2 separate regions of the Sus scrofa genome follow, and region 1 is linked to region 2. A link is a contact called in public promoter capture Hi-C data. All regions are on one chromosome and are shown on one strand. Each heading gives the region's core, a stretch centred on a gene start, on an enhancer-like site or on the middle of the called end of the contact. The rest is flanking DNA. Distances are from core to core; before and after follow the strand shown.

What was found. Promoter capture Hi-C pulls out the DNA fragments that hold promoters and counts their contacts.
Region 1: a contact with region 2 is called in a promoter capture Hi-C map of liver, with 2.5 times the contacts expected there. The contact joins the promoter of SAMD4B here to the promoter of ACTN4 in region 2. A contact is called at or near these places in 1 of 5 promoter capture datasets (liver) and 1 of 2 datasets of contacts at active chromatin or transcription factors (alveolar macrophages).

Annotation. Positions count from the first base shown.
Region 1 is chr6:47,997,663-48,004,300 of Sscrofa11.1, reverse strand. SAMD4B (protein Smaug homolog 2) reads right to left here and starts at 1,575. Exons shown (of 13, transcript XM_021094367.1): 1 at 1,426-1,575.
Region 2 is chr6:47,492,053-47,498,978 of Sscrofa11.1, reverse strand. It overlaps ACTN4 (alpha-actinin-4), which reads right to left and starts at 5,145. Exons shown (of 21, transcript XM_003355883.4): 1 at 4,810-5,145. The coding sequence starts at 4,971.

The DNA.
Region 1 (6,638 bases), core at 326-2,825, 510 kb before region 2:
GAGGTCCTGAAAAACTATCTCAGAGAGGTCGTGAAGAGAAGGTCTTAGGATTTTGGGGGGGGGTTATGAGAAGGATTTTTAGCTTATTTGAAAAAAGTTCATATAGGAGAGATTTTTGAAAGGTTATCTAAGGGGGGGGTGGTTCTATAAAATTTCAAAGAGAAACTATGAGGAAAACTGTTGGAATCCTGAAGAAGCAATTTATGGAATATTTCGCGTGGGTTACTGGGAAAGATTCGGGATACAAAAAAGAGGTTCTGGAAGAGGCTTGTGGAATATGAGAAGAGAATTCTCTGCAGATTTCAGGGCATCTCTGAAGGAGAATTTTGGTCTGAGGTAGTCATCAGGGGAAGATTTTAGGGAGGCGTGAGGGTCATCTCCAGGGCATTTCAGGGTGGTGGGATTTGGGGTACATGAGGAGGTCTTTAGAAGAAATTTTGGGGGTCTGTGGAAGGGTCCAAAGGTATGGATGACTTCTGGGATATGTGAGGGGGGGAGCGTAAATGGGAGGTGGATGTTGCGGAAACGCGGGGGTGGGGGGGGAAGTCACCGGACACGGGACCTCCAGGTGAGCTGTGGGGATCCAAGAGTCTCTGAGGAAGATTCTCAGGGGCTATCAAGGGCATTCTGGAGGATTCCAGGGGGGAGGGGCTCTGAGATTTTGGGGCTCTGAGTGGAAAATCTCCAAGGTGATTTCTGGTATGGGGGTAGGTGGGAGAGAAAATTCTTGGGATGTGTGAGAAGGAAATCTGGGGGAGATTGTTGGGACATGCTAAGTAGGTCGCTGGGGGAGATTTCTGGAATGTACGGGGTCTGGAGGGGATTTCGGGGAGTCTCTGAAAGAGATGTTTAGGGCTTATAAGGGAGGCTCCTAGAGACGATATATGACACATATTGTTGGTACATGAGTGGCTTCGGGGAAATATTTTTGGTCACGGGAGGAGGATGGGGGATCTGGGGCCACGGGGGGGGGGGTCCTCTGAGGAAGATTTTTGAGGCGTATGACGGGGTCTGGAGCAGACGTAGAAATACCAGAGGTGGTCTCTCGAGGTCTTTCGCCTCGTGGGAGGGGAATGGAGGAGTTGGGGCAGACTCCGGGGATCTGTGGGCGTGCCCGCCAGGGAGGTGTCGGAGGTAAACCTGGGGGGGTCACGAGAAAGGGCTGCGGGCCGGGCCCCCCGACCACCCCGAGGAGCGAGAATTTCGGAGAGAGCTCGAGAAGCGGCCTGTGCGGGCGACTCAGGAGACCGGTGTGGGGGATTCTCTCGAGGGCCGGGAGTCCCGAGGCCCGCACTCCGCGCCCGCCACCGCCCGGGGTCCCTGAGGGGGCGGGGCCGCCCGCGCGGCCTGGGGCGCCCCGAGGTGAGCCCCGCGCGCCCCGACCCGCCGCCGCCTCGCGTCCGCCCGGCCCTGCCGGCCACTCACCGCCTCGGCCTCTGCCGCCGCCGCCGCCGCCGTCCAGGCCTCCTCAGGCCGCCGCCACCGCCGTCGCCCCCTCTCCAGCCCGCGAGCTCCCCTCCCTCCTCCCGCACCGACCACCGCCGCCGCCGCCGCCGCCGCCGCCGTCGCGCTGCGTCACCGCGCCGTGCGTCACCGCCCCTGGCCCCGCCCAGGGACCGCAGCGCGCCCGCATTAGCTGATGCCAAGGTGATGAACAGCGCACCCACCAATGGGCGGCGAGGGCAGCCCGAAGGGCGGGAGGTGTGCGCGGAGAAAGGCGGGGTCGCGGTGGAGAGGGGGGCCACGGAGGTGGAACGAGGCCCACAAGACCCGCCCCCTGCTCTGTGGGATTGGTCGGCTGCGCGACTGACGGGCAGTCGGCTGGCGGGCGGGGAAGGGGCGGGGCGCGCGCGGCGTTGCTATGGGCAACGGGCCCGGCGGAGTCTGGGATTGGGCCTCCAGGCCCGCAGGGGGCAGTCTCGTGCCGGTCTACCTCACCGGCCGCGACATAAGTCACAATTCCTGATTCTGGCGTTCAAGGACTGGTGGCGCGTCCCGCCAGCGCACCCCGCCAGCGCTCCCTGCTCTAGGCCTGGGCCCGGTTGTGCCCTGACCCTCCAGGTTGCGGGTCGGCGCTCGGGCTGTAGGAGTCTCAGCTCTCTCACCAAACCCTTCTCTGCGTCTGTTGCCTTGTCTCTCAAATGGGATTAGGATCGAAAGAGACGATACATATATAAAGTGCTGGACACCAAGCAGACCATCAGTAAATGGGGGTTGTTGCTCTGACTGTTGTAACCTTTTTATTTCACACACTGTCCTGGACCGGTGTCAACTAACCAGAGTGGGGGCCCTCAGAAGGCTTCCAGGTGACCATGGTTGGTAGAGGAACTCAAAGAAATGTATTCGGAGTGGAAAGTAGAATTTAAGGCAAGGAGTGAAGGGAAATGAGTCACGGCCAGAACTTTGGCCACTTGAGAGAGTTGAGACTCGTCCCCAGGGCACTGAGAAGCCATGGCAGGGCTTCAAGCCAAGGAGAATCGGTGGGGGTTTGGAAAGGTGTTCCCGGCTTCTATATGGAGGATGGATTGGAGGGAATAGAACTGGAGCCATTAGTCCAGGGAAGCAGCTGTGGTGGGAGAGGGGCGTTTGCACTAGGGTGGGACTATGGGAAGGGAAGGGGGCATTGGTGGGAGGGATGGACGCCCAGGAGGCCCGTGAAGCTGCCCTGGGACTGGTTGGCCCCGGAGGGGGAGGGAGGGAGGAATCCAAGACAAGGCCTTCTGGCTGGAAAACTAGGGGGTTTGGGGGCCTTCCCTGAGAAGGAGACCCAGAGGAGAAGCAGGTTTGGAAGGTACTGAGCCCAGTGTGGGCCACCTAGCATTGGAGTCCAGGAGGCTGCATAACCCCTGGATCTAGTGCTTAAGAGAGGAATTGGGGTTGGAAATCAGGATTTGAGGATAAGCAAAGATGGTAATTAGGAGTTCCCACATGGCACAGTGGGCTAAGGATCCGGTATGGCTGCAGCTGTAATATAGGTTGCAGCTGCGGCTTGAATTCAATTCCTAACTGGGGAACTTCGATATGCTGCAGGTGTGGCAAAAAAAAAAAAAAAAAGATTGTTATTGAAGCTGTGGGAGTTAGTGACCTAGCTTGGGGAAGGTTTGGAAGGATGAATGGAGACAAGGACCAGACAGAACCTTTAGGAGGGGAGACATGTAAGGTTGGAGTAAAGGAATTGACACTCGACAAAGATTGAGAAGAAGCAGCCACAGAGAGAGAGGCCATGTCATCTTAGACATGATCAGGAAAGGCCATGGGTGTGGGGATATCACAAACCCCAGACACTACACCTTTCATTTAAACAACTTTCACCTCATATGGAATGGTTATGCTCCAAGGACGCTAGTTCATTTATTCATTCACTGATATTTCTTGAGAGTTTCCACTGTGACACAGTAGGTTAAGAACCTGGTTGCAGCAGCTGAGTTGCAGCTGCAGCTTAGTTTCAATCACTGGCCTGGGAACTTCCATATGCCATGGGTGCGGCCATTAAAAAAGTAGATACACATACTTTTATACCTTTTTTTTTTTTTTTGGTCTTTTTGTCTTTCTAGGGCCACACTTGGGGCATACAGAGGTTCCCAGACTAGGGGTCCAATCGGAGCTGTAGCCGCTGGCCTACACCACAGTCATAGCAACGTCAGGTCTGAGCTGAGTCTATGACCTATGCCACAGCAACACCAGATCCTTAACCCACTGAGCAAGGCCAAGAATCAAACCCGCAACCTCATGGTTCCTCGTTGGGTTTGTTTCCGCTGCGCCATGATGTGAACTCCTCCACTTTTATACTTTGGTATATATATTTCTTGAGTACCTTACATGTGCCAGGCACTGTTCAAAGTGCTAAAAATTCAACAGTGAAAAAGATGGGCAAAAATCTCTTGTCTTCATGAAGCTTACATTCTACTTGGACAGAAAAGAATGATAAATATTTACAGTGTAACTTGGTGATAAGTACTATGGAGAACAACAAAGCCAGCTAAGGGGATGGAGTGATGAGGTCAGCGATATTTTAGGTGGAGAAAGGCATCTTTGATCAAAGGTCAGTTGAACAGAAATCTGAAGGGCGGAAGGGGTAAGCCATGAAGGAAAGAGGGTTCCAGAAAGAGGAACCAGCAAGTGCAAAGGCCTGGTGGCGGGATCATTTGCAGAGCCACAAACAGGCTGGTGTGGACGGAGAGGAGTGGACAAAGCACAATACTGAGAGACAGGATCCAAGAGGTCATGAGGAGGGGTGGTGGCAGGTAATGTGGAGCTTTAAAGGCTGCTATAAGGGCTTTTGCTTTTACCCAAATAATATGGGAACTATAAGACGGCTTCGAGAGAGCGGGTATGTCATCTGACTTGGGTTTTGTTAGGACCTCTTTTATTAGGGTCTAGTCTCTGTGAAGAATAGAGCGTTGGGAAGTTATGTGGTGCAGCGTGTTAAGGATCTGGTTTTGTTACTGCAGTGGCTTGGGTTGCTGCTGTGTTGCAATTTTGATCTTTGGCCCAGTGGCAAGAAAAAAAAAAAAAAAAGAGTGCAGGGAGTGGCGTGGGAGCAGGGAAACAGGGAGAAGCTGCTGTGAGAGTTCAAGCAAGGGTTGAAGGTGGCAGGACCAGAATGTGGGCTGTGGAGGAGAGGTGGGCTGGTTCTGCTTATATTTTGAAGTTCAGAGCAGACAAATTCTGAGGTACTTTGACAGAGGAAAGAAGTGATTCAAGGATGCCTCTAAGACACTCAGATGGAGGAATTCCTGTTGTGGCTCAGTGGTAACGAACCCGACTAGCATCCACGAGGTCATGGTTTCAATCCATGGCCTCGCTCAGTGGGTTAAGGATCTGGCGTTGCTGTGAGCTGTGGTGTAAATCACAGACATAGCTCAGAGGATCTGGCCTTGCTGTGGCTGTGGGATAGGCTGGCAGCTGCAGCTCTGATTCGACCCCTAGCCTGGAAAATTTTAGGGAGTGGCTCTAAAAAGACCAAAAAAAAAAAAATATATATATCCAGATGGAGATAAACAATACGGTCCTACCATAATAGCACAGGGAACTATAGTCAATATCCTCTAATAAACCATAATGGAAAAGTATATGAAAAAGAATATGAAAAAGTATGTATATATATGTATAACTAAGTCATTGTGCTGTACAGCAGAAACTAACACAACATTGTGAATCAGCTACACTTCAATAAATTAATGTAAAATAAATAATAAACAACTGAATAAGACATCCTTATGGAGAAGTCATGCAGGCAGCTGGCTATAAGAGCCTAGAGTTCAGGGAGAGGCCCCGGCTGAAGAAATTCTAGGCTATCCCCTTTGACCACCAAGAGACTGATGCACTCAGGAAGAGGGGAAAGTGGATGGGAGAGAGAAAGGGACAAAAGCCTGAGCCCTGGGCCCCTCAGTGGTTAAAAGGAGGCTGAGAAGGAGCGGCCAGGAGAGCCAGAGGAAAACCAGGCCAGAGTGCTGGCCTGGAAGCCAACGGGAGAAAGCGTTTGGGGGCATAGGGAGCGATGGGTGGTGTCGGATGTGGCTGACAGGGCACAGCAGATCAAGGTTGAGAATTGACCGTCCTCGATGGCCCTGACCAGGTATGTCGCTGGAGAGGGACAGGAGTAAAGGGGCTGGGAGAGGGTCGAGCAAACTGGGAGGAGAAATTGGAGGCAGCAAGTGTGGACAATATTTTCAAGAAGTTTTGCTGAAAAGGGAAGGAAATGAACGGGCAGTGGCTGGACGGAAGATAGGGTTTGTCGTTTCTAAGGTGGAAGAAATGACATCGCCTGTGGACTGAGGGGAAAGCTCTAGCAGAGATGAGGACCCTGGGGGCACGGGGAGAGGGAGAGCCTCGGCACCAATGCCCTTGAGGGGGTGAGAGACAGGGTGGGACCCAGAGCTGGAGCAGAGGGGACAGGAAAGTTCTGCCCGCTGCTATGGAAGAAGCCAGCACAGCGGGCCGACGCCATGGGGCTGGGTCCTGTGAAAATTCTCTCTGGTTTGCTTATATTTTCTCATGGAAATACACAGGGGTTTCTCATAAATTACTTTCCTTTTATTTCTCCTTTATATCACATTTAGAACACTATACTGTCTTGGGGGGGATTTATGTCTATAAGTAGGTTACATTATCTAGGAATTTCATTTCAGGATGAGAACAGGGTGAAGGGGGGCAATAAAAATGCTCTTAATCAAAAAGGAGGTACTGGGAGTTCCTGTCCTGGCTCAGCAGAAATGAATCCGGCCAGTATGCATAAGGATGCGGGTTCGAACCCTGGCCTTGCTCAGGGGGTTAAGGATCTGGCGTTGCCGTGAGCTGTGGTGTGGGTCACAGACATGGCTCGGATCTGGTGTGGCTGTAGCTGTGGTGTAGATCGGCAGCTGTTGCTCCAATTTGACCCCTAGCCTGGGAACCTCCATATGCCGCAGGTAGCGGCCCTAAAAAAAGAAAAAAAAAAAAAAAGAGAGAGAGAGAGAGAGCGAAACAAGGTACTGGTCTGACAGGACTGAACGTCATTGTTGTAGGGCCCATTATAAGGCCCATGAGGTTGAATAATTGCAGGAAAAAATTCACAATTACCTGGGGCACCGTGGTGATCCCTCTCTATCTTCCATATCCCCATCAGTATTGTAAGTGGCCATTTGACCAGGAAACAT
Region 2 (6,926 bases), core at 3,896-6,395:
CCTCTCCCCCTCCGGCCACCAAAATAAATAAAAACAAGAGAGCCCTAAAAAAAAAAAAAAAAAAAAAAAAACCCTAAGATCTGGTCAAAGGCTTGTACAATTCCCAGCACATTATAAATCAATATGGCAAACGCCTGAAGTGTTCATCTCAACGGTCTCAGAAATTCCTTGAGCCTTCCCAAATCAATTCCTTTTTGGCTCCACTCTCTTTGCTGTCATCTGCTAGAGAGCGCTGCCAGAGAACGTGTACTACTCACTCAGTTAATTCTGTAAAAGGGCCCTGTCCGGCCAAAGTCGGCCAGGACCAGAGCTATTCGTTTAAACGGCAGAACGCCCTGCCCCAAAGGCTTAAGACTGGAATCCAGACTTGTCCCTGCTCCCGTGACATTTGACTAAGACATTTTAAGAGGGGAAGCCCACATTTGAACTGAACTCCGGGACTGCATCTCCGCTGAAGAGCACCAGCAGCGCCTGGGTATAAGAGCCCCACCCTCATTCCCAGGGTAGTTTTCCCCTAATACTTTCACCAAACTTCTCCCACAAGGCAGCCCATTCTAGCCCAGGCAGTCGAATGCCCTTCAATGAAGCCATTTAGCACCAGGTCCAACTGGAGAGTGAGTCAGCTCCCTCCGACAAAGCAGCCTCCTCGCTGGTCTTAGGGAGCATGTTCCAAAAGGCAGAGGGCAATCCTGGGCCCACGCCCTGGAGCACATAGAATCAGATGAAGCAGCAGGTGCCACTCCATGGCACCAACTGGATTGCAACTCTGAGCTGAATGAGTGCCAGTGGCCCCAAGGGACCCCGTACTCCCAGGCTGTCCTCCCACACGTCACCTCTTCTGCAGGCAGCAGAAAAGCCATGTTCTGAAAACACAAGGGATGGGGGTGGGCTAGGTAGCTTCCCCTACCCACCCCTCTTTCCAGGAAGCCTAATAGGATACCCACCCCCTGATGTGTTCACAGTCTTTAATACAAGGTAACAATTGAACTTGGGTTGTGTATGTGTGTGTGGGGGGGGGGGGTGTTTGTTTTTGGTAAGTAACTTTTTCAGCTTTTACAAAGGCTAAGGGGAGTTCTGTTGTGGCTCATTCGTATCCATGAGGATGTGGGTTTGATCCCTGGCCTCACTCAGTGGGTTGAGGATCTGGTGTTGCCATGAGCTGTGGTGTAGGCCGGCAGCTGCAGCTCCAATTTGACCCCTAGCCTGGGAACTTCCATGTGCCTCGGGTGTGGCCCTAAAAAGCAAAAAAAGAAAAGAAAAGAAAAAAACCTGCTAAGGATCTGCTAGTCTTAGCCAAATCCTAAGAGGCAAGCAATTAGAGTAATGGAACAAAATAACAGATGGCTACTTTGAGGCCTCTATCATCAGCCTTAAAAAAAAAGAAAAGAAAGAAAGAAAGGAAAAAAAAAAACCCTACTTGGAGAAAAAACAAAACATCATCAGAAGTTTCAAATAATTAACTCAAACCTAACAGAGCTCCAGCCAAAGGTCAGGGTCTGAACAGTGAGGTCCTGAAAGCAGTGATGTTTCAGTGAACAAACAAGCTTACAAGCCTAGCAAAAGGGGGCAATTCCTCTTGCTGTGACAAAGTTCTGGAGCAGCTGTCAAGTGACCTCACCTGTCCAGGAGGGCAGGGAGGGTGGCAAGGCTACCCAGACCCCTTTCAGAAACAGGGAGAGGGAACTATGGCCCAGAGCTATAATTGCTCAAGAATTTGCCCGCGAGGCCAGGCCAGTCCCTCCCCCTACCCCTCACAACACTTGGAGGCTTCCCATATCAGAAGTGTTGCATAATCTACTAATCAGGCAATGCCTCCCTTACAAGGGTCCCTAGAAGGCGACCCTAGAAGGGCTGAAGGTAGAAGTGAGAACCACCAGGAACCACATACACCCTCTGACTTGGGCTAAACCTTGCCTGATTCCTAGAAGAATTCGATTCTACTTGCTTTAAAGGCCTACAGATTTTTTTAGAGAATGAGAGTGTGCAAAGAACAGTCATAGGACTGTCACTCTCCCTGTGACAGTGGCTCAGCCTTGGAGAGACAAGAAGGGCAATGGGTGACGTTGCAGCTCAGAAAAATCCAGTCCGGGGGAGGGGTGGAGGGTTCCTCTTAGAAGAAAAAGAACAGCACAAACGTGTGTATATATTTCTTTCCATTACCCCTTCTCCCGTTTCAAAAGGCTTCCTACCCCATCATAGGTGGGTGCACAGCAGTGAAGCGACATCCCCCCCAAAGTATAGCTGTGTGTAAATACCCAGACGTATGAAGCAGGACACGCCAGACTCAGAATCTAAAGCAGCTGGTATCAGAGGGGCTGTGAGCCACCCTTTCCCTCAACCTTGCCCAGTGCTTGAGGAAGGGAGCTGACACACAGCAGCGAGGCCTAGGGGTTCCGGTGAGTCCTGGTTCCCGCCCAGGCCGGAATGGTGGGTGCCTCAGCCTCGCCCAGCATGCAAGGGAGACTATGGGTACGAAGAAGCACACACCCTAACAACTCCCAAAGGAGTGGAAGTGAGCTAGCAAAGGGAGCACCTTTGGGAGTGGTAGAGACGGGAAGGGAGGGGAAAGGCAGGTGCCCACTCCCATCACCTGAGTAAAAGGTTCCAAGGCTCCTTCTCCCCAAGCACGTGCAGCTGGAGAAGGCAGAGCCCAGACCTCACAAACAACCCGGTAGCCGCAGGCTCCCCTCCCAACTTTCCAAGTCTCCTGGCAACTCTTAACCTTTTCCAACCCAGCACTGCCTCCGGCAACACACTGCTGAGTCTGCAGACTAGGGCTCTCCCCTCAAAAAGCATTTTTATGTCAGATTATCTCCATCTGCCCACCCAGAGGTAGGTGGGGCAACAGATAAGGACGCCACAGCCAACCCACCACCCCCCAACTACAGAGGAGGAAATTCAAGCAGAGGTTGGTAATTTACCCAAGGTTATGCCAGGCCCCACCCCGGGCTGCCTGGAACAGCTGCTCTTTTCACCCTTTCCCCTCCAGCCTGGGCTGCCCGCTGGGAGCCCCCAAAGCACCAACTCATACCCTCAAGAGGCTTCCAGCCACACTCACCACTCGCACCCCTTGCTTTGAGTCCGCCCCCACGTTCCTGAGAAAGCTCCACCAAAGCCACCCTCAAGTCCCACACCATACACATCTCTCTTCCTAGAGTCACAGAAGGGACCCCTTCGACCCCGCCTCATTTCGCAGGTGACAGAACTGCACTGAGACCAAGGGTCTTGCCCAAGGCCACAGAGTTGGTAACAAATCTGGAAGGAAAATTCCGATCTCCAGAACCTAACTGCAAGTACCTCCCACCCTCTGCACACACAACACTTTAAACACCCCCTCCCAACACACCCACCTACTCAACACCCTCCTTTCTTTAGCTCTTCCTGCACACACTCAAACCCTCTCTTCTATCAGGCTCCCCGCTCTCAACCACCTGAGATTTTACCCACACACACACACACACAAGCTACCTTCTCTGGGCCTCCCACTCCTTTTGATCTCCCTTTCCTCACTGTGGGTCTCCCCTAAATTGCTTCCACACCCCAACATGCCACCTGAAAACAGGCCCTGCTTTAGAAAGACCTCTTTGCCCCACCCCCCCACCCCCACGGGACAATTCTTGCAGCTACTCTCACCTCTTCCTCCCCAGACAACGCATTCTCCCTTCAGGACACACACACACTCTCCGGTCCCGGGACGGCATCTCCAGACGCCCCCACCCCCAAATTCCTCTCTCAGTCTATCCATCACACACTCCCTTCCTAATGAGACTTTCATTACCCCGCCAACCTCCCTCCCACTCTCCGCCATTCTGCCCCTTCCCTCCCTCCATCCTCACCTTTTCCAGGCTACCTTGCTTGGCCTCAGGCGCCGCCAACCCTTGGCGGAGCCTTTGTGGACGTTCCAGCAATTCTTCGGCTCCCCTCCTCAAAACGCTCCAAATACTCTCCCTATCTCCCTTGGGCCTCTCATCGATGAGGCCTTTAGCCTCATCAATTCCTTTCATGCCTTCTCTTGTCCAGTCTTCTCCTCTTCCCCTTAAAACGGGGCACCCCCAGTAAATCTCACCCCCTGCAAGACTTCTCATTCACAGGTCCCTTCGGACCCCCGTTCCAGACCTCATTCGCCACCCTCCCCATCCCCACATCCTAAGCCCCGGGTCTTTTCACAGTCACTTCTTTCCTTAGCCCCTCTGCTTTTATCTCCCCTGTCCTTCCACCACCCTTCCCACTCCACAATCCCCTCCTGAGTACCCCCCAACCCCATCTTCAGACTTCCAGAATCCTCACCCCCTTTAGAAGTTCCCCAGCCTGGGGCTCCCACAATCCTATCCTCTTCAGAGGACTCTGCGAGCCAAACAACCCCCTGCACACTCGAGCTCCTCCTCAGACTGCCCCGACCCCCAAATTCCAGACCCCCCGTTCCTCTCTCAGCAACCCCAATCCAACCCGAGCCTTCGATCCCGCCTCAGACCCAATTCCATTTTAGAGTCTCCAATCATCTCGCTGGTTTCCTCCAATTCCCCACCTCGACCCGCCTAATTCCTTCACAGACTCCCTGATTCCATGTTTTAGATTTCCATATTCTCTCCTCGGCCGCCAATGATTTTTTCAGACTCCCAATTCCTTGCTCAAGTTCTGCAACTCCTTTTCAGGACCCCAAACACCTTCTCAGATCCACCGATTCCTTCTCACGACGCCCGGTTCTCATCACAGACCCTCCACTCCCATCTCAGGACTCCCAACCCCTTCCCGGCGCCCAGCCTCCCTCGGAAGCCCCCCTCCAGCCCGTCCGGCCCGCGGGCCGCGCACCTTGCGTTGCTGCTTCTCCCAGGCCGGGTCCAGCAGCAGGTCCCGGTCCCAGTCGTCCTCCTGGGCCATGTAGTCGCCCATGCTACCGCCGCCGCCGGCGCCATTGCTCCCGCTGCTGGGGCCGTACTGGTACGACTGGTTCGCCGCGTGGTAGTCCACCATTCCGCCGCCTCTCCCGAGCCCGTCCGCTCCCGCCTCTGCTCCCGCCCCTCTGCCCGAGCCTCCGCCGCCGCCGCCGCCGCCGCTGCTTCAGCTGCTTCAGCCCGCCCTGCGCTAGCGCCTGCGCACTGCCCGCTGCGCTTGCGCACCGCGCCTCCGCCGCCGCCGCCGCCGCCGCCCTCCCGCGCGCGCGCGCGCGCGCTTCCTAACGAGAAAGGCCCTAAGACCCCGCCTCGGGAAGCTCTGAGCCTGCGCAGAGTCCACTTCCCCGCCGCCCTTCGGCTCGTGGACGAGCTTCGCCTCCTCGCGCGCGCGCGCGCGCGCGCGGCCTCTACGTGTGGGCGGGCCCAGAGAGCGAAGGATTCGGCCGGCGGGTCTGGCCATTGGGCTCTGGCGTGGAGTGTATTCCCTTTCGGCGCCAGAAATTCAACAAATATTAAGCGCCTACTATGTGCCAGACCATGTTTTACGCATCAACACTAAATAAGATAGACAAAACTGTCTGCCCTCATGAAACAACCGTCTAGTGAAAGGAAAAAAACACAATTTTAGGAAACAGTGTATTGGAGTTGCTGCTGTGGTGCAGCGTGTTAAGAATCCAGCGTTGCCCCAGCTGTGGCATCGGCCCCAGCTGTGGCTCATTTTCCATCCCTTGCCCAGGAATTTCCACATGCCACAGATGCGGGGGGAAAAAAAGTACATAGCGTATGTATATATTCCAAGGGGATATGTGCTATGAAGAAAAATCAAACAGAACTAGAATGGAAATGAAGTAGTCAGGATTGACTTCATTTATTTTTTTATTTTTTGCCTTTGCTTTTCAGGGCAACACCTGTGGCATATATAAGTTCCTGAGCTAGGAATCAAATCAGAGCTACACCTGCCAGCTTATGCAACAGCCATAGCAACCCACGATCCTTAACCCTCTGAGAGAAACCAGGGATGGAACCTGCATCCTCATGGATACCAGTCGGATTTGGATTTACGCCCTGCTGAGCCACAACGGAAACTGGCAGAGTTGGCTTTATGAACAAGGAGGACAATTAAACAAACTCTTGAAGAATTCACAAAATGGACATGGTAGCTCCGAATGGATACTGGCTGACTGGGAAAGTGGAGGATTTTTTGGACGTGTTTACTTCACTCATTCAAAAAGCATTTATTGAGCCTCTGTTGTATTCCAGGAACTCTTCTTGGATGCTGGTGATAAGGTGCTGAGCATGGTAAGTGCGCCAAGTTCTCAAGTGTATGGGGGACACGACAGTAAATAAATACAAATGACACTCACACATAATAGGTGTCTCAAGTGTAAGTACCCAGAGTTGGGCTCCTGATCTTCCTCCCAAACCTCGTCACCCCATAGCCATCCCCATCTTGGTCAATGGTGCCTCCGGCCTTTCAGCTGTGCAGGCAACAAAGCTTGCAGTCATCCTTGGCTCCTCTTTGTTTTCACACCCTACATCCAGTCGTTCAGGAAATTCTGTCAGATCCATCTTCCAAGTATATACAAAATTCACCCACTTCTCCCATCCCACATGGCCACACCCTGGTTCTGTCCACCCTCACCTTGTCTTCACCTGGACCAGTGTCCCAGCCTCCTCAACATTTCTCAAGTCCTCCACATGCCCCCTTCCCCACCTCTCTTTCTCCAAAGAAACCAGAAGGAGCCTGAGTCAAATCAAGCTCCTCCCTCCCCTGCTCAGAACCATCCCTTGGCGCCACGAAGTCAAAGACAGGAGGAAAGGCTGCAGGATTCCTTGCTTTGACTCAGCCCCGCCCAGCTTTGGAAGCAATGGGGACTCCTGGGGCTTCGGCCAAATTCACCAGTTCGTCCATGTCCTGCCCAGCCTGGTCCCCAGCTCCTCTCCCAACTCTTCTCCCATTCTCCCCCCTCGCTCTCCCAGCTCCTGCCACACTGCTGGCCTCCCGGCTGTTCCTCCAACACACCTGGAAGGGTC